Regions from separate parts of the Sus scrofa genome. Here region 2 is linked to region 1. Evidence: chromatin contacts called from public Hi-C data. All regions are on one chromosome and are shown on one strand. The core of a region is the stretch at or near the end of the contact, and the rest is flanking DNA. Distances in the headings are between cores, read along the strand shown. Region 1 holds the start of RAPH1 (ras-associated and pleckstrin homology domains-containing protein 1). Region 2 has its middle 42 kb from the start of CD28.

The links. Hi-C and Micro-C count contacts between places; a contact is called where the count stands out from the background.
Region 2: a Hi-C map of liver shows a contact between it and region 1, with 5 times the contacts expected there. The contact joins the enhancer-like site here to the promoter of RAPH1 in region 1. A contact is called at or near these places in 1 of 5 promoter capture datasets (liver), 14 of 47 Hi-C or Micro-C datasets (alveolar macrophages, embryonic fibroblasts, fetal liver and 7 more) and 1 of 2 datasets of contacts at active chromatin or transcription factors (skeletal muscle).

What each region holds. Positions count from the first base shown.
Region 1 is chr15:106,993,750-107,000,389 of Sscrofa11.1, forward strand. RAPH1 (ras-associated and pleckstrin homology domains-containing protein 1) reads right to left here and starts at 4,046. Exons shown (of 15, transcript XM_021075323.1): 1 at 3,724-4,046. It overlaps LOC110256919, which reads left to right and starts at 3,300. Exons shown (of 2, transcript XM_021074734.1): 1 at 3,300-3,899; 2 at 3,982-4,275. The coding sequence starts at 3,300. The coding sequence ends at 4,275.
Region 2 is chr15:107,083,196-107,089,835 of Sscrofa11.1, forward strand. No RefSeq gene overlaps it. Among named protein-coding and RNA genes, the nearest start is that of CD28, 42 kb to the right of the region's middle. Within about 2 kb of position 2,411, at least 19 of the 83 cell types and tissues checked have an H3K27ac peak or open chromatin away from gene starts, as enhancers often do. A contact at or near this core is called in embryonic fibroblasts, fetal liver, fetal skeletal muscle and 1 more, where this site is marked.

The DNA of each region.
Region 1 (6,640 bases), core at 2,796-5,295:
GTAAAACTCTTAGAACACACAGCAGACAAGCTTCATGATTTTGGATTTAGCAATGATTTCTTGGACACCAAAAGCACAGTCAAGAAAAAACAGATAAAGTGGCCATCATTAAAATGAAAAACTTTTGTACATCAAAGGACCCTATCTACAGAGTGAAAAGGCAAACCACAGATAAAATATTTGTAAATCATGTATCTGAGATTAGTATCTAGAGTCTATAAAGAATTTCTACAACTCAACAAAAAAACAGATTTTAAAAACTAGTAAAGGACTCCAATAGACATTTCTACAAAGATACACAAATGGCCAATAAGCACATGAAAAGATGCTTGATATCACTAATCATTAGAAAAATGCAAATCAAAACCACAAAGAGATAGGACTTCACAGTCACTAGGCTGTGGCTATCAACAAAAACACAAATGTGCTGAGGTGAGGATGGAGAAACTGGAACCCTTGTGCTGGTAGGAATGTAAAACACTACCGCTGCTATAGAAAACAGCATGGCAGTTCCTCAAAAATCTAACACAGAATTACTGTATGATCCAGCAATTCCACTTCTGGGTATATACCCAAAAGAAGTGAAAGCAGGGAATTGATCCGGAGCAGTTACAACACCAAAAGGTGGAAACAACCAAATGTCCATCTACAGATAAATAAACAAAATGTGGTATATACACACAATGGAATATTACTCAGCCTTTAAAAGGCATGGATGACCTCTGAAGACACTATGCTAAGCGAAATAATCCAGATACAAAACAAAAACAAACACTGAATAATCTCATTTATATGAAGTATCTAGAGTAGTCAAAATCATAAAGTAGAAAAGTGTTTTTCCAGGGGCCGGGTGGAAAGAGATGGTAGAGTTTCAGTTTAGTACGACAAAAAAGTTCTAGATGGTTGCACAACTATGTGAATGTCTTAATACCACTTAACTGCACACTTAAAAGTGGTTAAAATGGTAAATTTTATGCTGTATATTTTACCACAATAAAAAAAAAATCTCATGTGCTATTGATTTTATTACAGTGACAATTAGGAATGTAGTAAAGAACACAAACTTAAGAGTTATGCTGCCTGCTTTCAAACCCAGGTCTGCCCCTCTATAGCTCTGTAGTCTGTGCCTGTTTTCTCAGATATTAAGAAAACCTATATCATAGGACAACAGCAAGGATGAAGTAGATTAACACATGTAAAGCACTTAAAACAGTGCATGTCATATAGTAGTTGCTTTTATTATGGGTTTAAAACATTTTAATAACATTTAAGGCAAACATCTGCAGAATCTATGAAGGTCCTCAAAACTCAGTAAAACACAGATAGAAAACCAGTGATTTAACTGAAATTTCTCACTTTATAGGTAAAAGAATTTAGAGTCCAAAATAAATGACTTGCTTGAAGTCACATTTCTTATTTTGCTAATATTAGTTTCCCTAAAATAAGAGTTTGGGGTTAACAATACTAAGGTTGACATTCAACTACTTCAGAACCAAAGCAAAGCCATGAGATTCTATAAAATCTATTAATCGTGAGAGTCATCCACCATGCTAATCTAATAATTATGCATGGGGCAGGAACCAAAAGGTGGCAAAACCAAAAGAAGACAATGCCTAAAAACACCTCTTCCGAAAATGAAGTGTTAAAATATTTGTGAAAACAAATGTTGATCACGAGTTTGAGACACACCCAATTATGTGCCCACTACTGCACACCTTTCAGCCATTTACTCACTATATTATCTTAATGAGACCTCTGACTCTGAAAGATCAGTGGCATTTTCCACCAAACAGAGCTAATATTTATCACAAGGAAATATCTACAAATAATTCTTTATTAAATTCAAACAGAAGAGAAGAGCAATCCAAATAACACAAAATGTCTCATCCAAAAAAAAAAAAAAAACCCATGTAATTGAGCTTTGTAGAGATTTCTGTACTTACTTGAATAGGCTAGATCTGGTTTCTGGATAATTCACAACACAGAAAGCAAAATAACAGAGGCAATCTCTGAAGGTCAGACTCAACAAGAGCTAAAACGCTTTTGAGCGTCTCTAATTTTGCCCTTCCCCCATTGCTCTTCTCCTCAATTCCTCCCTCAAAGGACAGCACCACCTCTACTAGCAACGTCCTTCCCCTACCCATTTACATCAGCTGAAATCCTACCCATCACTAAAGGTTCCACTTAAATGCCTCAGCTTCCTTGAATTTTCCCTCAGTGCTCCCAATTTAGAATTATTTTATTCCTTCGCCTCTTCACTTCCCTATTTTGCACCTCTACTTCAACATTTTTATTATATAATGCATTGCATTACAACTACCTACATTCACTTCTCTCCCCCCCCTCGCCCCCACCTTCCCTCAAGTAAATCCCAGTAATTAACATTTGTTAAACACACTGGTGCCCTGCCAGGAGCTAGGTATTTTGCATACATTATCTTATTTAATCCATTAGACAAGCATCTCCGGAGGTAAGCAGGTGGTGTTAGTTATTCCCATTTTACTGACAGAGAACCATACTGTTGAGAGTTCAACAGCCCATCCAACATCACACTGGTAGCCAATTCCAGTGCTTAAGGAGCTGCTGATTGCCTTGGCTGTGATGCTACAGTCTTGTTCACTCTGTGTCCTCCATCCTGCCTAACAGATAGGAGGTATTCCCTAAATACTTGCTGAATTTAATATTCCTATGGACTCACTACCACCCTTTCAATACCACGATCACGCCCCACTCCTAGCCGGTTACCTTAACTGTACCTTTACAGCGGACTTTACACACAGAGGCAGCCCTCCACATCTCCAAGGGAAATGGTGCAGACAACACCAACCCGTTTTGGGAGGCGAAGTGAAGAACCTTTCAATTCTCTCAGATTTTCCCAACTGCTCTTCCCACAGATTATGAGATGCACACCAACAAGTCACATTTGATGCAATGCTTATAACCCTTCCCAAAAGCTTTTACTTCACGCTAAGCCACGTCTTCATGCCTACGAGCAATGACTTATGCGGTTTCCAGCTCGCACTGCGGGGACACCCTAAGACGCTACCTGGATAAGAAAACCCCATCTTTCAACCCGTCTTAAAACGAATCCTAATACTATTACACTGCCTTCCTTCTCCTCCCTCCACCCCCCGCATGAATTGCAGTTTGGATTTCCGGCGGGAATGCACACAGACACAGAAAGATGAGATTGGGCTCAAGAGCAATGGAGCGATTACTTACCCTGCTTAATTAGCAAGAAGACATAGAAGGTGCCGCCCCGCCTTTCTAAATCTCTGCACTGAACTCATTTACGAAACATGGGGGGCGCCGAAACCCGGGGAACCCCAGACCCCGAATCACTGGTTTCTGCGGCTGGTCGGGGGAAGAGTCCTTTCCTGCCCACGGTCCCGGGCCACCAGCCCCGGTGCCGGGTCGGAGAAACCCAAGCGCACCCTCCCCAGGCGGCCCTGCATCTCATTGTCTCCCTCCGTGGCGGCCCCCAGGGGCTCAGGGTGCAGCCCAGGGCCCGCCGACGCCCACCCACCAGCCAGCCGCCTGCCGGCCGAGGTCCAACCGGCCCGGGCCCGGGCCCCGGCCCCAGCCGCGACCCCGCCCCAGGCTCAGCAGCCCGCACCGCACCCGGATGGCGGGGCCGGGCGCCGGGAAAATGGAGGCGGGAGCGACGGCAGCGCCTCAGAGCCCCGCGCCCGGCCGGCCCCGAGGGCGAGGCTGAGTACTCACCGCGGCAGCAGCTAAGTCCTCCGGCGGGCTTGACTCCCGGAGCGGCCCCAGGCAGCGTAGCCGCCGCTCGCGCTCGTCCAGCCGCCGCTGCCGCTGCCGCTGCCGCCTCCTCCGCAGGCGCGGCGCTCCCTCTCCCGAGATGCCTCGAGCGCCCGCAGCTCCGCGCCGCGCGCTCCGTGACTGACTGACTGACTGACCCACCGGGCGGCGGCGGCGGCGGGGGCGGGGCCGAGCGCGCGGCGGGAGGGACGGCCGCAGCGCCCAGCGGCGGCGGATCCGAGTGCGGCCGCGTCCGGCCGAGACGCAGAAGGCGGGGTTGCGGGCCGGGCAGCCGACGGGCGGACCGACTCGCGCCCGGCCGCTCGCTCCCCCCGCCCGCCGCCAGCCACTCACTTCCGGTGCAGGCAGCCGAGCCCGCCCCTCCCGGGCACCCGCCGTCCGCGCCCCCGGCCCGCGCCCCCTAGCCCGCCCCGCTCACCCCCCGCCCTAGGCGCCGGGCCGCACCCAGCCGGGGCCGCCCGCGCTCCGCCTTTCCACCGCGCGTCCTTGTGAACCGCCTCCAGGAACCAGTGAATCAGAGAATGAATGAGTGAGGGAGGAAAATTCCGGTGCTGTCCCACCCCTGCTTGCCGTTCCTTGGAAGAAGGCTCAGCGGCCTCTGTCCAAGGGCTTTGGGACTCGCTGAAGCCTTGAGCACGTCCATCAAGGACCTATATGCATGCACCTTCCTGCTGGAGTATTCCAGGACTCCAGCAACCCGTCAGATGTGGTCTTAGGCGCTTAAAGGACCGTTGTCGCTGTAGTCTGTGAGGCCTTTTTTAGGAAATCCCATTTTGGCCAACAGCGCTCTCTGTGATTTCATGCACTATATTGGGAAGCTTCTAGAAATTGGACATTTTCATTATTTTTGATCACTTTTAACTTTGAAATTTGCTTATTTTGAGTTATTGATTTCTGTCATCCTCCCGCCCTTATTGAAATAGTTTAGGAGTAAGGTGTTGCCATTTTTCCTTATCATCGAGCTCTAAACGACTCAGTATTGCTTATTTTAATGCAGGCTTGACCTAGGCTTTTCAATTTTAATTTATATCTTTATTTTGACTTTCTAATGTTGATCAAAGGAAGAAAAAAATGGAATTAAAATCATTTTTTCCTAGTTACATGCAGAGCAGATTTGTTGACAGCATTAAAACAATTGAAAAAAATCTGGAGTGTGACCTAGAATTAGTTGTAGTGAACATTCCGTTTTCATGTCTTCTCATCTGCTTGCTGAGTATCTGTATCTTGAATTTTCACAGATAAAGAATTAACTGTGAGTTTCTGAGATCCTAGCTCCCTTTCTAAGAACCAGTGTTCATTTCTCTGTCCTGGGGCCAAATCTTGGTTTGGTTAAAAACATTCCTACTTTCAGATATTCTTGAGGACTTTGAAGTGGTTTGGTGTCTTGCACAATCTGTTCCAAACTGGTACACAGTCTGTTTCAAACTGGTATTTAGAACCAAACAATACAGTTACTAGTTGCATTTCACACTTGAGCTATCTGTACTTTAGAAACATAACTGTAGTTTTGTATTTTAAGTCTAGAAGGTGCTTAACTATTCTTGTGTGGAATAATGGTATAGGCTTTTTTTTTTTTTTTTTTTTTTTTTGGCTGCGCCTATGGCAGATCGAAGTTCCCAGGCCAGGGACTGAATCCAAGCTGCAGCTGTGGCAACGCTGGACCCTTTAATACACTGTGCCTGGCTGGGGATGGAACCTGTGCCTCCACAGCAACCTGAGCCACTACAGTTGGATTCTTAACCCACTGCACCCCTGTAGGAACCCTAATGTTATGTCTTATAAATGAGGATGATGATGCCAACTAGTTCCTATAGCCTTCTGTTCCTTTCTTGTGGAATTCATCATTCATTACCTCTAATTATAATTATTTCAGTAAGTGATGATCTTTCCTAATGAGGGTAATACAACAGTTTATTTGTCCTTATGTCTTCCATAATGTCTAGCACACTACCTTTCCCAATAAATATTTTAAAATTAATAAATACTGTAAACATTTTGATGAGTGATAATTCGTACAAATATGTCTATAGCTTCTCACCCCATGTCCCCCATGACCAGGTTTGCTGGGATTACACACACCTGAGTGCTCTACCTAATAATACCCTATTGTCATCAAATGCTATAACTAGGCTCTGTGATACTGCCCAGAGAAGTTATTCACTTCATTGTAACCTCCTTTAAAAAATAGACCATTAAGTGCTTTGTAGACAGCTCCTAGCTCTTTTTCCTCTCAGTGCTTAGGTGGGTCAAGGCTAATTTGAAAAGAAAACAGGGAGTTCCCGTCTTAGCGCAGTGGTTAACGAATCCGACTAGGAACCATGAGGTTGTGGGTTTGATCCCTGCCCTTGCTCAGTGGGTTAACGATCCAGCGTTGCCGTGAGCTGTGGTGTAGGTCGCAGACGCGGCTCGGATCCCACATTGCTGTGGCTCTGGCGTAGGCTGGCGGCTACAGCTCCAATTAGACCTGCTACAACTCCAATTAGATCCCTAGCCTGGGAACCTCCATATGCCGAGGGAGCAGCCCAAGAAATGGCAAAAAGACAAAAAAAAAGAATGAAAGAAAAGAAAACAGTCATTTTTTAGCCATCAAGAAAGGTGAGCAGGTTCTCATCCAAAAAAATCATTCAATTCAACCTGAGTTTTTTGAGCTCCAACTAAGGCCTAGAAATACAAGGACAAGAAAGACAAGACCAGGTTGTTCCTGCCCTTAAAAACACACAGTCTAGTAATAAAGGAGGCAAAGAAATCGTAATTTGAATAGGGAGTCCATTCCCTGGTCAGGAAAGCCTTTCCAGCGCGGGGGGATTCTTGGACTGAACATTTAGGGACAGAGAGGAGCTAGCCAGAGGAAGGAGGA
Region 2 (6,640 bases), core at 1,161-3,660, 88 kb after region 1:
TTCAATGACAAAGATGAGAATCTGAGACAACTTAGAAAAATTTATATAAAAGTTTAAATTGCATAAAACAATATTATTTTGGTGATAGACAGTTGTACTCTTTTTCTGGTTCTTTCCTCTCAATTTGATTCATTAGATTTTTTTAAAGCTCTTTTTTCAATACTTTTCATTCGTTTTTCTCCTTCCTTGATTTTTTTCTGCTTCTTGTTTCTGAGTTATGTTTTTGTTACATCTCAGCACATGGCATGATGTTTACATCAAATCCTCCAAACATATTTTAGAGATTGTTAATTGTGCTCTTAGTAATGACGACTGTAGCAAGAACACGTACTCCTCATATAACCAGTTTACTCCTGTAATTGGAATAAATTCTATCATGAAGTGTTTTCTATTGAGAACAATACAACTTTTAAACCCTCAAGAGCCCATTTACTAGAGCTGTAAATAATAGAATTTTAGAGTAATAGAATATTAGCCATGGAAGAGGAGTAATTTTGCATGGGAGAAAACAAAAGCCCAAGGATCTTTGTGCAAATTAGTTTCTTTCATCAGCCAGTAATCTGAGTTGTAAAACCTAAAGTAAATGATGTTTTTTCTTTCTTTCTTTCTTTTTTTTTGGCTGTGCCCACAGCATGTGTATGTTTCCAGGCCACGGATAAACCCTTGCCACAGCAGAGACAACACAAGATCTTGAGTGCTAGGCCACCAGGGAATTCCAGTGATGTCCTTTCTTTATAGAATTGATTAAATGAGTCTGTAATGCCTGCTTCCTTAGTTGATTTGGCTTTGGAGGTGTGCATTATAATGCATGCAAAGTTGGGAATGCCTTTTAGACCCTCTTGTCCTTTAGTTTATAAACATGGAATCACTAGTAAAGAAAGAAGAACAAATTAAGCGTACAGCATGTTTCTTCCAGGTACTTGGGCTCTTTGGCATGAAGCCAGATTACAAGTCAGCAGAATTGTCTTAGAAATGCCCTCAAAGTCAGTGATATTTTATTCCTTGTTGCCTCTAGAGTGGACATAAATAAAAAGCATAGATCTTCGTTTTCCCTGCTAGAATGTCCTTTAAAAGGTGAATGAAATCTTTGGCTCTTTTTGACTGTCTCTGTGTTGAAGAACAAGAAAACCAAGTCCAACCCCACCCACATCCATTGTCTTTGACATGGTTATAGGTTTCTGATGAGGACAAGTCCACAAAGCAAATTCAGATCTAGGATCTGACAGAGAAAAGATTTAGTTCAAAGTGAGTTATGATTACTTCAATAGAAATATATTTTGAAATGTGATTTCTGAAATGTGTCATTTTATGATATGCAAGTCTAGAAGGAAATATTATTCTCCTTCCCCCAAATAAGGTCATATTTCTTTTTTTTTAAATTACAAAAATAATAGGTTGATGCAGAAAATCCAAGCAGAGTATGTAGGGTATTAAAAAAATACTTAAATGTATTTAAAAATAAAGTCATCCTAATACCCGAGAAATATTAACATTTTGCTAAACATTCCTCTTGTCATCCCTCTATGTATTTATTTGGCCCATCTCTGTTGGTATGTGTGTATTTATATAAATGACATAATATTTTTTGTACTTTGTTTTTTACTCAACAATCTGTTATGGAGATTTTCTTTCCTTTAATAAGTATCAAAATTCCTTTTAACAGCTACAGAGCTGCCCATTGTGTGGATCTACCAGAATTTAACTAATCCCCAAGTAATGGACATTAGATTGTTTCCAATTTATGATTATAATAAGCAAGGGCTGAGTTAACATTCATATTCATGTATCTTTATCTGTATCTGAAGAACTGGCCAGTAAAGTAGATAAGTTCCTAAAAGTCTGCTCCATGTCACTTGTTTGCTTTCCCAAAACTTTTCCTTCTAAATTTTACCCATTTTCATTGCTACCAACAGCATCAGAAACTATGGAAGCGGATCTTTCAGTTCAGTAACTTGAAAGTCTTTGAATATGCAGTATTAATATACATGAATTTGGCAAAGGGTGTGAAATGTTCTCACTGAATAGACTGAAACAGATGTGATATTAATGATTAGCAGGCAAAACAAGTCTTTCCAACTGTTTGCCAAGCTGTCAGAAAAAATTTTCTTCTTCCTCCACACTGTTACATGCAATACTTTGTATACACCTCTATTGCAACATATCATTTTGCCTTCTATCTTAGGTGTTTTTCTAATTAAAATGTGAGCTCCTTGAAGGCAGGCTCTGTTTTGTAAGGGTGCTAGGATCTGATAAACTGTGTCTGTCCCTCAGTAAACTCTGTGGATGGATAAACAAGCACAACATTTTCTATTTGCTTCTTTCTCATTTGGCGGCTTCCATCTCCCTCTTTTCTTTTGGCTTTTGAAAGAGAAGAGTAATATTTGCCCAGGGCAAACAGACTTGGAGTTTGGGAGGCAGCATTGTGTAATCGATGTTAAATCAGCCTCCTTTAACTTTTGGCTTTCTGATTTGTAGCTCTATAACCCTGGGCAAATTGTGAAACTCCTCTAAATCCTAATTTCCTTCTCTGTAAAATGAAGATAATAGGTTCAACTTCAAAAAGTAGAGATTAAAGGAGATCATGTTTTAAAACCTCTAGGATGGTGCCTGGTGTAACACTTGGTAAATAGTAGCTGTAATTATTATTTCCTCAAAGGAACAGATATACTAAAACAAAACAAAACAAAACAAAAACCCTATCTGTCAAACAAAATAAGATGTCATTGGCTATTTCGCCTTCCCCTCTAGTGGGCACACCAACTTCTAAACTGGAGGCAACCAGAAGCTAAACATTAATAGAGATTAGGTCTGAGACTCTTAGCAAAATCAGTCTGTCACATGTCTGTAGATAAAAATTGGGGGTTTTATTTTCAAAACTGAAAGAGGTGCTCAGAGTATTGAAATAAGAGAAGAATAGGATTGGGCCATGTAGGAATAACCAGAGAGTATTTTATTAGGTCTCTTGCCTAAAGTACCACATTATCCAACTACTGGGAATTTTTTTTTTTTTTTAATGTTAGAGTTGAACTATCGTGATCTTTGTTCTTTCCTAACCAGCAAATGACCTGTTGTAATGACAACCTTTGGTTTTCAGCAGGCTTGCCTAGTTACTATACTTGAGCATATATGCCTGAGCTAATTTTCCATTTAACTGCTGAGGCTTTAAAATGTGGAAACGCCTCGTGGGCCTCTTCATTAAAGTGTTGGCCTGGTTTCTGCTGCTGGAGACAGCTGAGAAAAATTCAGCATGTGTCATATTTTCAAGACTTTCTTCCCTCCACCTAAATTTCTTGTATATTAAGATGGGTGTAAACAATGAGTGCTCTTCTATAAATCAGTGGCAACAAAGATGGCAACATCTTCTGCACATAGTGAGTGTTGCAATTTTGGGTCAGAGACAACTCCCTTTGAAAAGGCAGAATTAAAAAAAAAAAAAAAAAGATGAGCAAAATATATACTTCAGGAGACCAAATGGAATATCCTCTTCTGTGGATGCAGAGATACACTCTCCCTCTTCCCCTAAGGAAGCCAGATCCTGCATCATTTTTTTCTGCTCACGACTCAGCAGAAACACAATGCTTCATTTTATAGAGGCTGATTACAACACAATGACAGCACTATAATTTCCTTCAGGGTGAAATACTTCACTTGGCTTTAGGCCAGCTGAGCTCAGTGTCACTTAGCACTTCTGCAACTTCTGACACAGGCAAATACCTTCACGTGGGTGCATGCTGTATTCCTTTAGGAAGCATTTTTTAAAACATTGTCACAGCAACTCATTCGAATCAGCAGTTGGGGTTTTGCACGTGACCAGATTTCTTTTCCCTGATGCGGACATTGGAATAGCCCATAAACCACTGAAAGTGACTGTGCCACCCACTTCTTCTGAGGCCAAAGCGGTCATGAAATGAGTTTGGTGTGCAGAGGACCTTTTGGTTCTTTCGTCAGAGGAAACCTATAATTGTAAAATTCCTCCTTGGTTCCATCGTTCACATAGACCTAAGGAGTGTTCCCTTGTCTTTTTCTGATTATGTGGGATGTGGTCAGTCTTGATGTTGTGTTGAAGAAGTTATAGACAGTTAAGTAAACATCTTAAGGAAAAAGCTAAGATCTAAAGCTAGGAACACTTCACATATTTGTCTATTAAGAAAAAAAAGATACTCCCCCCCTCCCCCGACAAAAAAAAGCCTCTTTCCTACCCCACCCCCAACACCTGTCTCCTTGTTATCACTGTGACTTTGCCCCAGGACACTGTCTCTACATAAAAGTTGGGTAATTCTTACTTCCTGAACGGGACCTACCTAACTGCTGGCACGTAATAGTCATCTCCCACATGGACAGGCCCAGTGGCTGCTGTGTGACGGGAGGGGACATATGAGAAGGGTGAGGGAAGGACAGCTGTGGAGCAGGTCTTTGATCCAACAGCAAAGCTAAGACCAGCCAATTAGACATCACATTCTCCTTTGGCAATCTGACCTGACAAGCGTGCCACAACTACTTCCAAAGACTTCCCTCTTTTTGGCTTAGATTGGGGGTGGGATGAGGATAGAAAATGAGAAGTCCAAAGGGGAAAATGACGTATTTGTTTCTTCACCTATTTATTGACTCCAAACAACAAACACTTACTACATGGTCTTTAGGGGATCAGGTGCTGTGCTCAGTGTTTCACATGCAATTTCTCTTAATTCTCACAATCCCATCAAGGAGATGAGTTTCAATCTTCATTTAGCAATGGAGAAAACTAAGCCTTTGGAGAGGTTGAGAAACTTGCCCAAGGTCACACAGATAAGAAGCAAAGCTGGGACAGTATCCTGCTCTGGGGACAAGCCTGTGCTCTTCACCACTGTGCTACACTGCCTCCCTGTGTTAGAACATCTTTAATCTTTTCTCCCCAGGATGGAGGAAGCTAAGCAGAAAAGAAACCTGTTAATTGGTAGATGTTTGGAAGGATGATTTCTTTGTCATTATATTGATGCTATAGTATTTATAGTAGAGTATGTCGAATTGTTACGTTTATATGAAACAGCGAGGAAACTTAAAGAGGCTTGAACAAAGTAATTCAAGCTGTTTGATTCTAACATGTGATTATAATGATCTCTTTCTGTTGGCCTCTGTCTGTCTGGCTTTCTGAAGTGATCTTTTGTTTTGCAGGAACAGTTGTTACTGAGCAATACCAGCTGCAAGGGAACAATTCCTGACATTACCTCCTCCCTGCTCTCCTCTTTCTTCCCTCCCCACAACCTCCGGTCCTGGCAAGTGCTATTATTTTGAATGGATATGATTGGCAGGGACGGGAAGCTCTCACATTTATTTCTGTGATACAACTTATTGAAGCAAAAGCTTACTCCAAAAGAGGCCCCAGCCCTGTATCAGGTTCAGACACAAACCTTCAGGGGAGAAAAGGGCTGCCAATACGATTTAGTTGGAAGATGGAAAACAGAGGGAAGAGGAACACTTTGGGAAATTTTGAGCTCTCTGATGTTCACAGTCTCCTCTTTTTGGCATCCTGAGAGATAGTTATGTCGCAGAGCACAAGCTGCAATAAAGAGAGTATCTAGGATCATATAATGTCTTCTGATGGAGATGTTAGATTTAGGGTTGGTCTAATTTACTTTGACTTTATTTCTGAAAATTGCCTCTGGGATGCAGAATCTGTCCTTAAATTAAAGCGTTCGCTTAATTTCATATTTCCTCTGAAGGAGTAGGTTCACATAACCAAAATCAGATAATCATAGATAACCCAAATCTGTATGTATCCCCAGGTCTTTTACAAAAGTATAAAGCCTTCTGTTGTATTGAAGGTTCTCAATCTTCTGTGTTTGTAGCATACTTTCAAGTGCTGGAATTGTTGGAAACACAAATGAAGGGCTTCAAAGAATCAAAACTATGCCACCATCTCAAGTATGATAAAACCGATCTCATGGTGTCCATAAAAATAACTAGAGCAGAGCACAGCTTGTGTGATTGCTTTTCGGTGCTCTGTCTAGGTTCAAGGACAGCTGTTTACTGCCCTGAACTTGATGTCTGATATGTTTGTGGAACAAACTGTTTACATGTTTCAGAAAATATACCGTCTTTCTTTGTGGCTGGTCCTGCTATTACTCTTTGCAAGATGAATCCTGGCATCTCAGTAACAGTATGTGTACTCAGTGGCAGCAGATATGATTTTTTTTCAAAATTTGGTAAAGTGTTCAGATTCTGGGGTGCCATAGCATCCAGTTTGAAAACCATTGCCTTATGTACTTGCAAGGTAAATCAGGATAAAAGGAAGAGCAGATGGAGAAAAGAGAAATGCATCTGAGGGAACTGCCCAAATGGCCCTCCCCTAGCAGATTAAAGCAAATATTTAGGCTTCTCTGGGTGGGTGACAATGCTTTTCATGTTAGTGACATTCAGGGTTGGCTGCTTGGGCGGGGGTGGGGAGCACTTAGACATGACGTAGCTTGGTAAAGTCTGGATAATTAATCAAGAATTCCAGTGGATTTTATAGTTTGATTATTTAGATGTGGATATGTGGAAAATATTAAATATGTATACTTCAAAGTTGTCAGTTGTTGGGTATTAAAGGAAGGATCCAGTTGGCAAGTGCCTGGCATGCATTTAGAGAAGCTTGTGGCATTATCACTCTATGTTCAAAGCT